2 separate regions of the Pan troglodytes genome follow, and region 1 is linked to region 2. The links are chromatin contacts, called in public HiChIP or PLAC-seq maps. All regions are on one chromosome and are shown on one strand. Each heading gives the region's core, a stretch centred on a gene start, on an enhancer-like site or on the middle of the called end of the contact. The rest is flanking DNA. Distances are from core to core; before and after follow the strand shown.

Evidence for each region. HiChIP or PLAC-seq counts read pairs in DNA pulled down with a chosen protein or histone mark.
Region 1: a contact with region 2 is called in an H3K4me3 HiChIP or PLAC-seq map of stem cell-derived excitatory neurons, with 6 times the contacts expected there. The contact joins the promoter of CTF1 here to the promoter of RNF40 in region 2. A contact is called at or near these places in 1 of 7 Hi-C or Micro-C datasets (stem cell-derived neural progenitor cells) and 1 of 1 datasets of contacts at active chromatin or transcription factors (stem cell-derived excitatory neurons).

The regions. Positions count from the first base shown.
Region 1 is chr18:34,920,842-34,926,133 of NHGRI_mPanTro3-v2.0_pri, reverse strand. CTF1 (cardiotrophin 1) reads right to left here and starts at 2,585. Exons shown (of 3, transcript XM_523348.8): 1 at 2,509-2,585. The coding sequence starts at 2,533. BCL7C (BAF chromatin remodeling complex subunit BCL7C) reads left to right here and starts at 5,002. Exons shown (of 6, transcript XM_016929717.4): 1 at 5,002-5,292. The coding sequence starts at 5,251. MIR762 (microRNA mir-762) reads right to left here and starts at 5,291; the gene lies at 5,217-5,291. LOC104002578 (a long non-coding RNA gene) reads right to left here. Exons shown (of 2, transcript XR_674931.4): 2 at 3,969-4,641.
Region 2 is chr18:34,786,868-34,791,866 of NHGRI_mPanTro3-v2.0_pri, reverse strand. It overlaps RNF40 (ring finger protein 40), which reads right to left and starts at 3,266. Exons shown (of 20, transcript XM_016929710.3): 1 at 2,471-3,266; 2 at 2,154-2,356; 3 at 1,546-1,713; 4 at 1,272-1,413; 5 at 446-652. The coding sequence starts at 2,285. It overlaps CFAP119 (cilia and flagella associated protein 119), which reads left to right and starts at 2,595. Exons shown (of 9, transcript NM_001246401.1): 1 at 2,595-3,278; 2 at 3,597-3,628; 3 at 4,158-4,223; 4 at 4,376-4,545. The coding sequence starts at 3,072.

The DNA.
Region 1 (5,292 bases), core at 1,336-3,835, 130 kb before region 2:
CCTGGACAGCATGTTACAGTACAGCAGGCAACTGGAACACAGTGGTATTTGTGTATCTAAACATAGAAAAGGGCCGGGTGAGATTGCTGATGTCTGTAATCTTAGCATTTCGGGAGGCCAAGGCAGGTGGATTGTTTGAGCCCAGGAGTTTGGGACCAGCCTGGGCGATATGGTGAAACCCCATCTTTACAAAAAATACAAATATAAGCCAGGCATGGTGGCACATGCCGGTAGTCCCAGCTACTTGAGAGGCTGAGATGAGAGGATCACTTGAACCCCGGGAGGTCGAGGCTGCAGTGAGCTGTGAGTGTGCCACTGCACTCCAGCCTGGGCAACAGAGTAAGACTCTATCTCTAAATAAATAAATAAATAAATAAAAACATAGAAAAGCTACAGTTAAAATACATATATATGTATGTATTTTATTATATAATATATATCGGTTAGGCGTGGTGGCTCACGCCTGTAATCCCAGCACTTTGGGAGCCCGAGATGGGCAGATCACTTGAGGTCAGGAGTTTGAGACCAGCCTGGCCAACATGGTGAAACCCCATTTCTACTAAAAATACAAAAATTAGCCAGGCATTGGGCCCAGTGGCTTACGCCTGTAATCCCAGCCCTTTGGGAGGATGAGGTGGGCGGATCACTTGAGGTCAGGAGTTTGAGGCCAGCCTGGCCAACATGGTGAAACCCCGTTTCTACTAAAAATACAAAAATTAGCCAGGCATTGGGCTCAGTGGTTCACGCCTTTAATCCCACACTTTGGGAGGATGAGGCGGGCGGATCACTTGAAGTCAGGAGTTCGGGACCATCTGGTGAAACCCTGTCTCTACTAAAAATACAAAAATTAGGCATGATGGTGGGTGCCTGTAATCCCAGCTACCAGGGGGCCTGAGGCATGAGAATCGCTTGAACCTGGGAGGAGGAGGTTGCATTGAGCTGAGATCAGGTCACTGCACTCCAGCCTGGGTGACAGACCGAGACTTCGTCTCAAAAAAAAAAAAAAAAAAATTGTCCGGGCGCAGTGGCTCACGCCTGTAATCCTAGCACTTTGGAGGGCTGAGGCAGGTGGATCACGAGGTCAAGAGATCAATACCATCCTAGCCAACATGATGAAACCTCGTCTCTACTAAAAATACAAAAAAAAAAAAAAAATTAGCTGGACTTGGTGGCACACGCCTGTAGTCCCAGCTACTTGGGAGGCTGAGGCAGGAGAATTGCTTGAACCCAGGAGGCAGAGGTTGCAGTGAGCCGAGGCCACTGCACTCCAGCCTGGCAACAGAGAAAGACTCCATCCCAAAAGAGAAAAAGAGAGAGAGAGAGAGAGACGGAGTCTCGCTCTTTCGCCCAGGATGGGGTGCAGTGGTGCAATCTTGGCTCACTGCAGCCTCGACCTCCTGGGCTCAAGCGATCCTCCTGCCTGGGTCTCCTGTGTAGCTGGGACTACAGGCATGCGCCACCACGCCCGGTTAATTTTTGTATTTTTTTGTAGAGACAGGGTTTCGCCATGTTGCCCAGGCTAAAAATGCATAGAATCTTATGGGACCTCCATTGTCTGTGCGGTCCACCTGTTGACCAAATGTTGTTATGCAGTGCATGACTGTACTGCCTCCTCAGTGAAGCCTCCAGAATCACTTCTCCTTTATAAACGAACTCCTTCCTTTGACTTAAGGCCATTTGCATGAGTTCCAGGGTAGCTCTTTTAATGGCTTTTCTGTGTGTATCTGCCTTAGCCTGAGAGCCCTTTGAGGACAGGACTTACATATTTCTACCTCAGTGACTGCTAGTGGACTTCAACATCATCGAAGTACAGAACTTCATATCAAAATGTGCCTTGAAGGCCCATTTTACAGATAGGGAGACTGACTTCCATTTCCATTTCTCTCCCTGATGCCCCATCCATGCAAGGCGCTGGCCTGGCTAGTCAGCGAATCAAGGTCCGCAAGAGCCAGTGTCTGGCCCCGGGAGGGACTCCATTTCCCGAAACGCACAGCGCGCGCCCGATGCGTGCTGGGGAATGTAGTCCTGACCCGGTGCCCCGCCCCCGCCCCACCCCCGAAGTTTCCCAGCACCAGTCGCGATCCTCAGCAGCCCAGACTTTCGTCTCCTGTTGTCACTCACTACTTCCTGTGACTCCAAGACTGTCTTCCCGTACTCTACCCCTTCCTTCAGCCCCCCAGCTCTGATTCTTTCCCGAGACTCAGTGGACGCAGGGGTCCTGCCCCAGCCCCGACCCCAGTCCTCCCCCTGGGTGTACTCGAACCGGTGATCTAAGCCCTGAGCCCAGGTCCCTGAAACCTCAGCCCCAGGCCTCCTCTAAACCCTAGCGCCTGCTGTTTCTCACAACTCACCCGCTCACTCGTTACCTGACACCGGAGCCCTGCCCTTCCCCGCCAAGGCCGCTCCCCTCCCGGACCCGGGGGTGGCGGAAACCCAGACCCCCAGCTCCCAATCCCTCTGACTCCTGCGCCCCTCAGCGACCCGGCGTCCGGTCCCTCAGCCCCTTACCCAGACTTCCCTCCCTCCGGCTCATGCTGGCCCCTGGCTGATCCCGGCTCCCTTCACGCCCCCCTTTCGAGGGGGGAGAAAGGGGAAAGGGCTGGGGGCGTGGCCCGGGCGCAGCCAATCAGAGCCCAGACCCCAAACATTTCATCCTACCCCCCCTTTTGAGACAGGATTCCTTGGCCCTGAGCTCAGCTCCTCGTCCGTGGGGCCTAGTGGGGGAAGGGGCCCGAGGGGGAAGGCAAGTTGTCTGCCGGGTGGACAGGACCTCGGGGCTGGGGGTGTCAGGGCCTGGGAGGCAGCCCAATGTTCTGCCGCGGGCTCAGGCTTGGACCTGAGGCAGGGGCTGCTTTGGGTGTAAAGCTGAGGAGACAGGAGAGGGAACTGCCGGACTGGCAGGACAGGAATGCGCAGGCCCTCTCTCTAGTCTGGGGCGCGGCTTGCGAGGGAGGCTACGATGGGGGCCGTCAGGCTTGGGGCACGTTTGTCCAGACATATATCTCCTGGCCTATCTTAGATGGCTTCCAATCTCATTGTCACACCCACCAGGAGGGAGACAGATACACTGCTCTCCTCTTCTTAGCAGGCCTAGTAACAATCACACACCCCCCCCCCCCACCCCACCCCCAGGAGAACAAGCTACAGAGACCTGGACAGGAAGTCACACCCATACGTCAACCCCATTAACCTGGTGTAGACGGAAAGCAAGGCACATAGGGATGATCCATACTTGGTTTCTGGCCCCCGCGAGGGGCCCGCGGTCTGTCGAGGAAGCCCATAGACAACAGCAGCTAATGGGGTTTGTGAATGAAGACGAGGAGGCCCGTGTGTGTGTGCGCTTGCGTGTGTCTGCGTGTGTGCGTGCATGCGGACGTGTGTGCGTGTGAGCATGCGTGTGTGCGAGTGGATTTGTGTGCGTGTGAGTGTGCAGGTGTGCGCGTGTGTGCATGTGCGCGTGCATGTGTGTGCGTGTGTTCGTGTGAGTGGGTGTGTGTATCGCCGTGAGCAGACAATTGCTGGAATAAAGGAAGAAAGAGTTTAACTGGAGAGGGCACAGCAGATAGAATTGAGCCAGACAATTGGTAGGGCCCACAATCACATGTGTATTAACTGTAAATATTTATTGGGCATTTACCATGTGCTGGGCACTGTTCTAAGAGCCATATGCATATTAACTAACTCCTGTGTTATAGATGCGGAATAGAGAGAAGTGACTTGTCCAGGGTAACACAGTTAGGTGTAGCACAGCTGGGATTTTACCTAAGCAGCTTGGCTCAAAAAAATGCTGTCTTAACCATGCTCCTAACCCCTTATACCCTTAACCTCTGGACATGGTCACGCCCAAATTCACAGACACAACAGCCACACCTTGAAACACACACACACACACAACAGCAGCACAAATTTTGACATGGTCTTATCTGCTGACAAGCCAGCCTCAAATAAAGTCAACCAAGACACACTCATTTTATTTAAGTAGTGTACATTTTATTTAAGTCATGTGATGGATTTTCACAGAATACATATGCCCAGGGAACCAGCACCAGATTACACAACAGAACTGGATCAGCTCCCAGAAGCTCTCCCCTCGTCCCCTCCCAACCCTAAGGGCGACCACTATCTTGACTTTGGTGAACTATAAATTAGTTTTGTCTGGTTCTGAACGTAATACACCTGGAACCATCTAGTATGTACTGTTGTATTTGGCTTCTGTCACTCAAGATTTCATCATGCGACTTGTCTATGTTGCTGTGTGTAGCCGGGCATGTCAATCCCGTTGCTGTGTCTATGTGCATGGTAGTGAGTAGGGCATCATTCATTTTCCATTCTGTTGATGGGTTATTTCCAGTTTGGGGCTGTTATGAAAGGGCTCTGAACATTCCCATGCACCCTCTTGATGCTCACACCTACACATTTCTGCTGGGTGTTGACAGCCTAGGAGTGGAACTGCTGGATCACAGAGGTGGCATATGTTCGGCTTCATTAGAAAACTGCCAGTTTTCCAAAATGTCTCTACCAATTTACACTCCCCCAGAAATACAAGAGAGGTCCAGTCGCTCTACTTTCTCGCCTCCACACGGTGCGGTCTTTTTCACTTTAGCCATTCTGGTGGTGGAGACCCACTCGTATTCGCAGCGCCTGGAGCGTAATTGGCACTCAGTTAACAAGACCGTTGAATGAATGGATGACTGAGTAAGTTGGGCGGTGTAGACCAAGAGCCTGGCGAGGGCGGACACACGCACGCACTCCACACACAGCGTTTCGCGGACACCCACCGCGGCTCACGCAGCGCAGGACACAGACCCTGTCGCGCACCCCGCGCCCACGTGGTCTGAACACACGGCCTCGGCCCTGCCTCGCGCGTCCGGTCGCAACTCCCGCTCTCCGTCCCCAACTCGCGCGTCCGTCCCCAACTCCCGCTCTCGGCGGCGGGCAGGGGGCGCTCCGCGTCCAGGCGCTCCAAGGGGGCGGGCCCGGGTCGGGGCGGGGCCGGCCGGGCTTCCAGGCCTGGGCTCTGGCCGCCCGCGCCACCGGGCCGCTCCGGGGACAGGCCGGGGCGGGGCGCGGCGGCAGGAAACGGGGCGGGGACTCGCGGAGGCGTTGGGGACGAGAGAGGGCGCGGCCAACTCCCGGGGGGACGGCAGGCCGAGAGCGCGGCGCCTGGGCCTGGCGCCGAGCCTGAGCCCGCCGGACGGGAGGCGGCCCCGCCGCGGGCTCGGCCCCGGCCCCAGCCCCAGCCCCGCCAGCATGGCCGGCCGGACTGTACGGGCCGAGACCCGGAGCCGGGCC
Region 2 (4,999 bases), core at 2,017-4,516:
CCATTTCTCATGACAAAGCCAGGAGTCTTTATCCCCACTGCACAGAGAAGGAAACCAGCTCAGAGAGGGGAGCCACTTTCCCAGCATGTCCAGGTGAGGGTGGCAGAACTAAGGTGGGAGAAGCCTGTCAACCTACAAGGCCTGAGCCCTTGAAGCTATGCCTTGTGGATCCGCAACCCACACCAAGTGCTCCAGAGGGACCTCTGGCCAGGAGCCTCTACCGGCATCAACAACTCCTCCAACCCATCTCTCTAGCATTCAATCCCGGAATCAAAGTTGGAACCCCCATCTACAGCCTAACCTACCTCTTCCAAGAACATGGCTGATTTATTCCTTGGGAAATTCTGGCCGCCCTTGGACTCGGGCATTAGGGGAATCAGGAAGGGGTGCCATCAAGATGCAGGTGGGGATGGACGCCCCTTCGGTATGGGCACAAAGAACCCACCTCGGCTGTACACTCGCTGACAGAGTTCCTCCACCCGGCGCTGTAGGCGGTCTGAGGCCTCTACCACACGAGACACAGCTGCCTTGGAGAACTCCATTCGGCCTTGCAGCTCCAGCTCCACCTCCTCACTGCTGCTGGCACCCAGTGCCACCACAAAAGCCAAGGCCGGCTCACTGAGAGGGGGCCGCAGCTGCATCAGCAAGGGGTCTGGAAGGAATGGACAGACCCTCATGAGGATAAGAGCAGCAGTTACTACCACTCTGTACCAAGTCCCAGACTGAGCCCTTCAATACTCATGGTTCACTTAATTAACACAATCTATAGTGCACTATTATCTCCATCCTGAAAGTGAGACAAATGAAATTCAGGGAAGTAAAGTAATTTCCTCAAAGCTACAGAGTTGTGTATCACATCCTCAGGGAAGCTTCCTGTACTTTACCAATATAATTAGAATCACACACACATGCACGCACACACAATCATTCCGTTTCAGGAGCCCCAGTACTTTCTGCTTACTATGTTTATAATTTCCTCCCTCATAGCAAGTGCAACACTCATTTCTAGGAAGTGTCAAATACATAGTTAATACTCAACCACAATACTGTTTTGAAACAAATGGGTGTCAAAACATGAATTGCTCTATAAACCAAGTTAGTCAGAGTCTAAAGCCTGTGTTTTTGTGCACTGCACTTTACTGCCCAAACATGAAATCCATTTCGTGAGAAGTAGTAAGATAGGCAATTCAGGGGCCCAACACCAAAGTCCCCTCCTCCCCAGGACTTCTCCCAGAACTTAAGCTCCCCAGATCCCAGCACTCTGGTCCTACCTCTCAGCTCTGATGTCCCCGGCTCTGGGAGAGGAGTCCCATCACATGTTGGCCCCTCCTGGGTCCCAGGTGCCTCAGGCGCTGAAGACAGCTCCCCCTGGCTCTCATGGCATCGGAGAAGGGCTTCCACAGTTTCATCCAGCTGGAACGAGAAAACATCAAAAATGTTATGAATCCCTTAGTGCTTTCCAACATGATACTCCTTTCCTAGCAGGGGAATCTGGAGATTGGCAGCTGAATCAAGGCCTGTTCTTTGAAAGCAGAAGGTATCCACCTGGGCCCAGTAACGATTGACGATGAGGAGTGTGGCATCATCTGTGGCCTGCCGCTTCTCCAACTTCTCAATTCGTTCTCGGAGTTCATCTTCACAAGCCTGCCGTTGTTCCAGCCGCTCTGCCAGTTTCTTGTTCTTGAACTGTAGTACCTTCAGGTCCATCTCCTCCTACCAAAGGAAACAAAGGGGCCGACGAGAGCGTCAAGCACGGCCCACAAACCAATCACAGAGAGAGAGAGAGGAGCAGAGCATCTGCAATGCATGGGAGATGGAGGTATTCCCACACTAACCGCTAACAGAATCTAAGGAGGCTCAGACAACACACAGCGAAAGTGTCTTTGTTGTGAGGAGGCTCACGTTGTTTCTGCCTGTCCCCTTGAAAATCCTTAGTCTTTGACAAGTCACACGCCCCCTGGAAACCTGTTTTCCTATCTGTAAAAGGAAGACAGGCGTCGTGTTCTGAGCTTCTTTCTGACCTTTCTTTCAAGGTCCTGTAACGCGGACCTTGCTAAACCTGGGGAAGTGGGTGTAAGATTCCGCACAGTTTGGCCAGAGAACAGAGGGAGGGCTCTGGGAAGTCCTGAGGGTTAAGGCAAGAGCCCACGAACCGTGGAAGAGATGCCTCCAAGACGAATGGGCTCGATAAGAGTCGTGGTGGTCTTCTCCTCACGACTCAGCTTCTTCTCCGGGGGCCCTGAGCCCCCGTCGCCGGCGGCGCGTTTGTTGCCTGGCCCAGACATGGCCGCGGCGGCTGGAGCGGCGCAGGGTCCCCTGAGGGGCGTCAGACGGGAGGAGGCGGTACTTCCGTCACCTGCAGAAGACACAGAGCAGAGATGTGGGAACGGCTGGTGTTCCACAGCCCCAAACACCCTCCACCCTGCACACACCTGCTGGATCCCGTCCCCCCCGGCGCCAGAGCCCTCACCAGCAGCAGGGTCAGCCTAGCGCCGCCATCTTGGATTTCACCGGACGTCACTGGACGTCACTGGCCCCCCCCAACGGTGCGCAGGGCGCAGGCGCCAAAGGCAGCCCCGGATGTGAGGAAACTCCTTTATCTTCTGCTTCTATTGGTTACGCTTGGTCCCGCCACTCGGGTCCTCTGGCTTCTTCCCAAACACCTCCTCTTTCTCTCGGTGATTGGCCAAGAGGCAGTTCCCATAGTAACTGACACCGCGCTCCCACTTCCCAGCCTGGAGGACAGCGCCGGCCCTCGTATTAGCAACCTGGAAGAGAGGGCGCCCAGGTGGGCACTCGCAACTTCTTACGTATCTGCGCGTTCTCTTCGCACCCACTGGCGTGAGCCTGCGCTTTCCGCCTTCCTTCCCTCACAAGCCCCCGTGGCAACCGTCGCCGTTGAGACGGAGGGAGACGCCCCCACGGATTCGCCCCGCCGCGCCTCTCCGCGCGTAGATTGGCCGGAGCGAGGCGAACGGGCCCGGCCTTGGTAGCCGCCGACCGAGCGCTGGCTGTCCTGGAACCTAGGCGGCGGGAGCCCGGGGCGCCCCGCGGCACGGAAGAGCGGCGAGATGCTCAACCGCAAGACCAGCCACTTTTTGGGAATGAGGGTGCAGTCGGAGCTTGAACATCTCTCCGAGCTGCGGCGGGAAGCGGGGAAGGATCGCAGCTCAGTGCATGGGTCGGCCGCGCGGACGCGTGCGAGTGTGCGGACTCAGTGGACGACGGCGGCGGCGGCGACGAAAGCGGATGAAGGCCCTGGAGCCAACTTGTTTCCGGTGAGGGCGGGACAGTCTGGTCTGCTCGTGAATGTTTATAAACCGGCTCCCCCGCAGGCGCCACCTGTCATTATGCTTACTAACGTTCGGGACGTCTCCCGGGCTGCTTGGGCGAGCAGAGGCAGGGGTGTGTGACCCCGGTGGTTACTGTGCTCGCGTAGAGCACCTAGGGCCTGCTGAAGCCCTCCCTCGCCCGCGCCTCTCCTTCTTAGTCCTTGAGATGAGATGGCAAGTTACAGCGGCTTCTCCGGCCTGCTGGAGATTCGCTACGGGCCAGGACACCGCAGCTGCCTTCCCCAATTCGCTTTCTTTCCGCAGCCGCCGCTGCCCCGGCCCCGGATCTGCATGTGGTGAGTGTGAAGAGACAAAAATTACACTGAATATTTGCGTTCTTTATTGTCTCCCCAACAGTCCTGTCTGTGGCCAGGGCATCCCCATTTTACAGATGAGACTGAGGCCTGGAGATGCAATTACTCCAGGTGACTGGAAGTTGGCTTTCCAGCCTCTCCAGTCCAAAGAGGAGGCAGTGTGAGAAAAAAAGAGCCAAAGACAGAATGTAAATGGAGTCTCATGGCCGCTAAGGAGTATTGTACAGAGGGGGACACTGAGGGCCACAGGGAGTACTTGACCAAGGTCATACAAGGTAGTGGCAGAGCAGAAAAAAGAATTCAAGATTCCTAACCCTAGGCTTTAGAAATGGAGAGGCTCATAAGAGTTCATTTAGGCCCAGAGAGTTAACGATTTGCATAGTCACACAGCAAGCTGGCAAAAGAGCCCAGCTTCACGCCGGTGGCCAACTCCCAGTCTCACGCACTAGCTGTCACAGCCCTGTCATGATAGGTAACGGCCACCAATACTCTTTTTCTTTTACTATAACAGGAAGTACCTGGACGTCCATTCCATGCACCAGCTGGAGAAGACCACCAATGCTGAGGAGATGAGGGAGTAGGGACTGAGGGGGGCGTGGGAAGAGCTCTTGGCAAAGGCTGAGGGGTCAGGTTGGGAAAACATGAGGAATGGCTGACTCCAAAGCATGTGGTGGGTGTAGGGTGATGAAAGGAGGCCCAGTTGTCACTCACTCCTCTCTCCCTCCGAAGGGTGCTGGCTGAGCTGCTGGAGCTAGGGTGTCCTGAGCAGAGCCTGCGGGACGCCATCACCCTGGACCTCTTATGCCACGCGCTCATTTTCTGCCGCCAGCAGGGCTTCTCACTGGAGCAGACGTCAGCAGCTTGTGCCCTGCTCCAGGATCTTCACAAGGCTTGTATTGGTGAGAGGGGGCAGCTACCAGGTTTGAGCCTCAGGGAGAAGAGGAACCGGGGCTGGCACAAGTGACCATGGGAAGCAGAAGCAGGGGATTTCTGCCTGGAATATGTCATTATTAGTAGCATCATCATACACAAGCCATCAGCTTTCCAATCCACTGCTTCCTTATCTAGAAATTAAGGATACAGCACACATTTTACAGGACTGTCCTGAGAAATAATATATGCAAATATATGCATAGTGCACAATAACACCTGCTTTAGAATGTTTAATAGCTCTTGCTTCAGAATGTTTAATAGCTGAAATGATCTATTTCTTGGTTTATTCCCCTAGAATATAAGCTTCGTAAGGGCAGGACCTTGTCTGTCTTGTTCAGTGCCTAAAACAGCATACAGTGGGCATATAGTGGGTATTCAATATTTGTTACATGAGTTAAGGAAACAAGCCAGTGCTGAAAC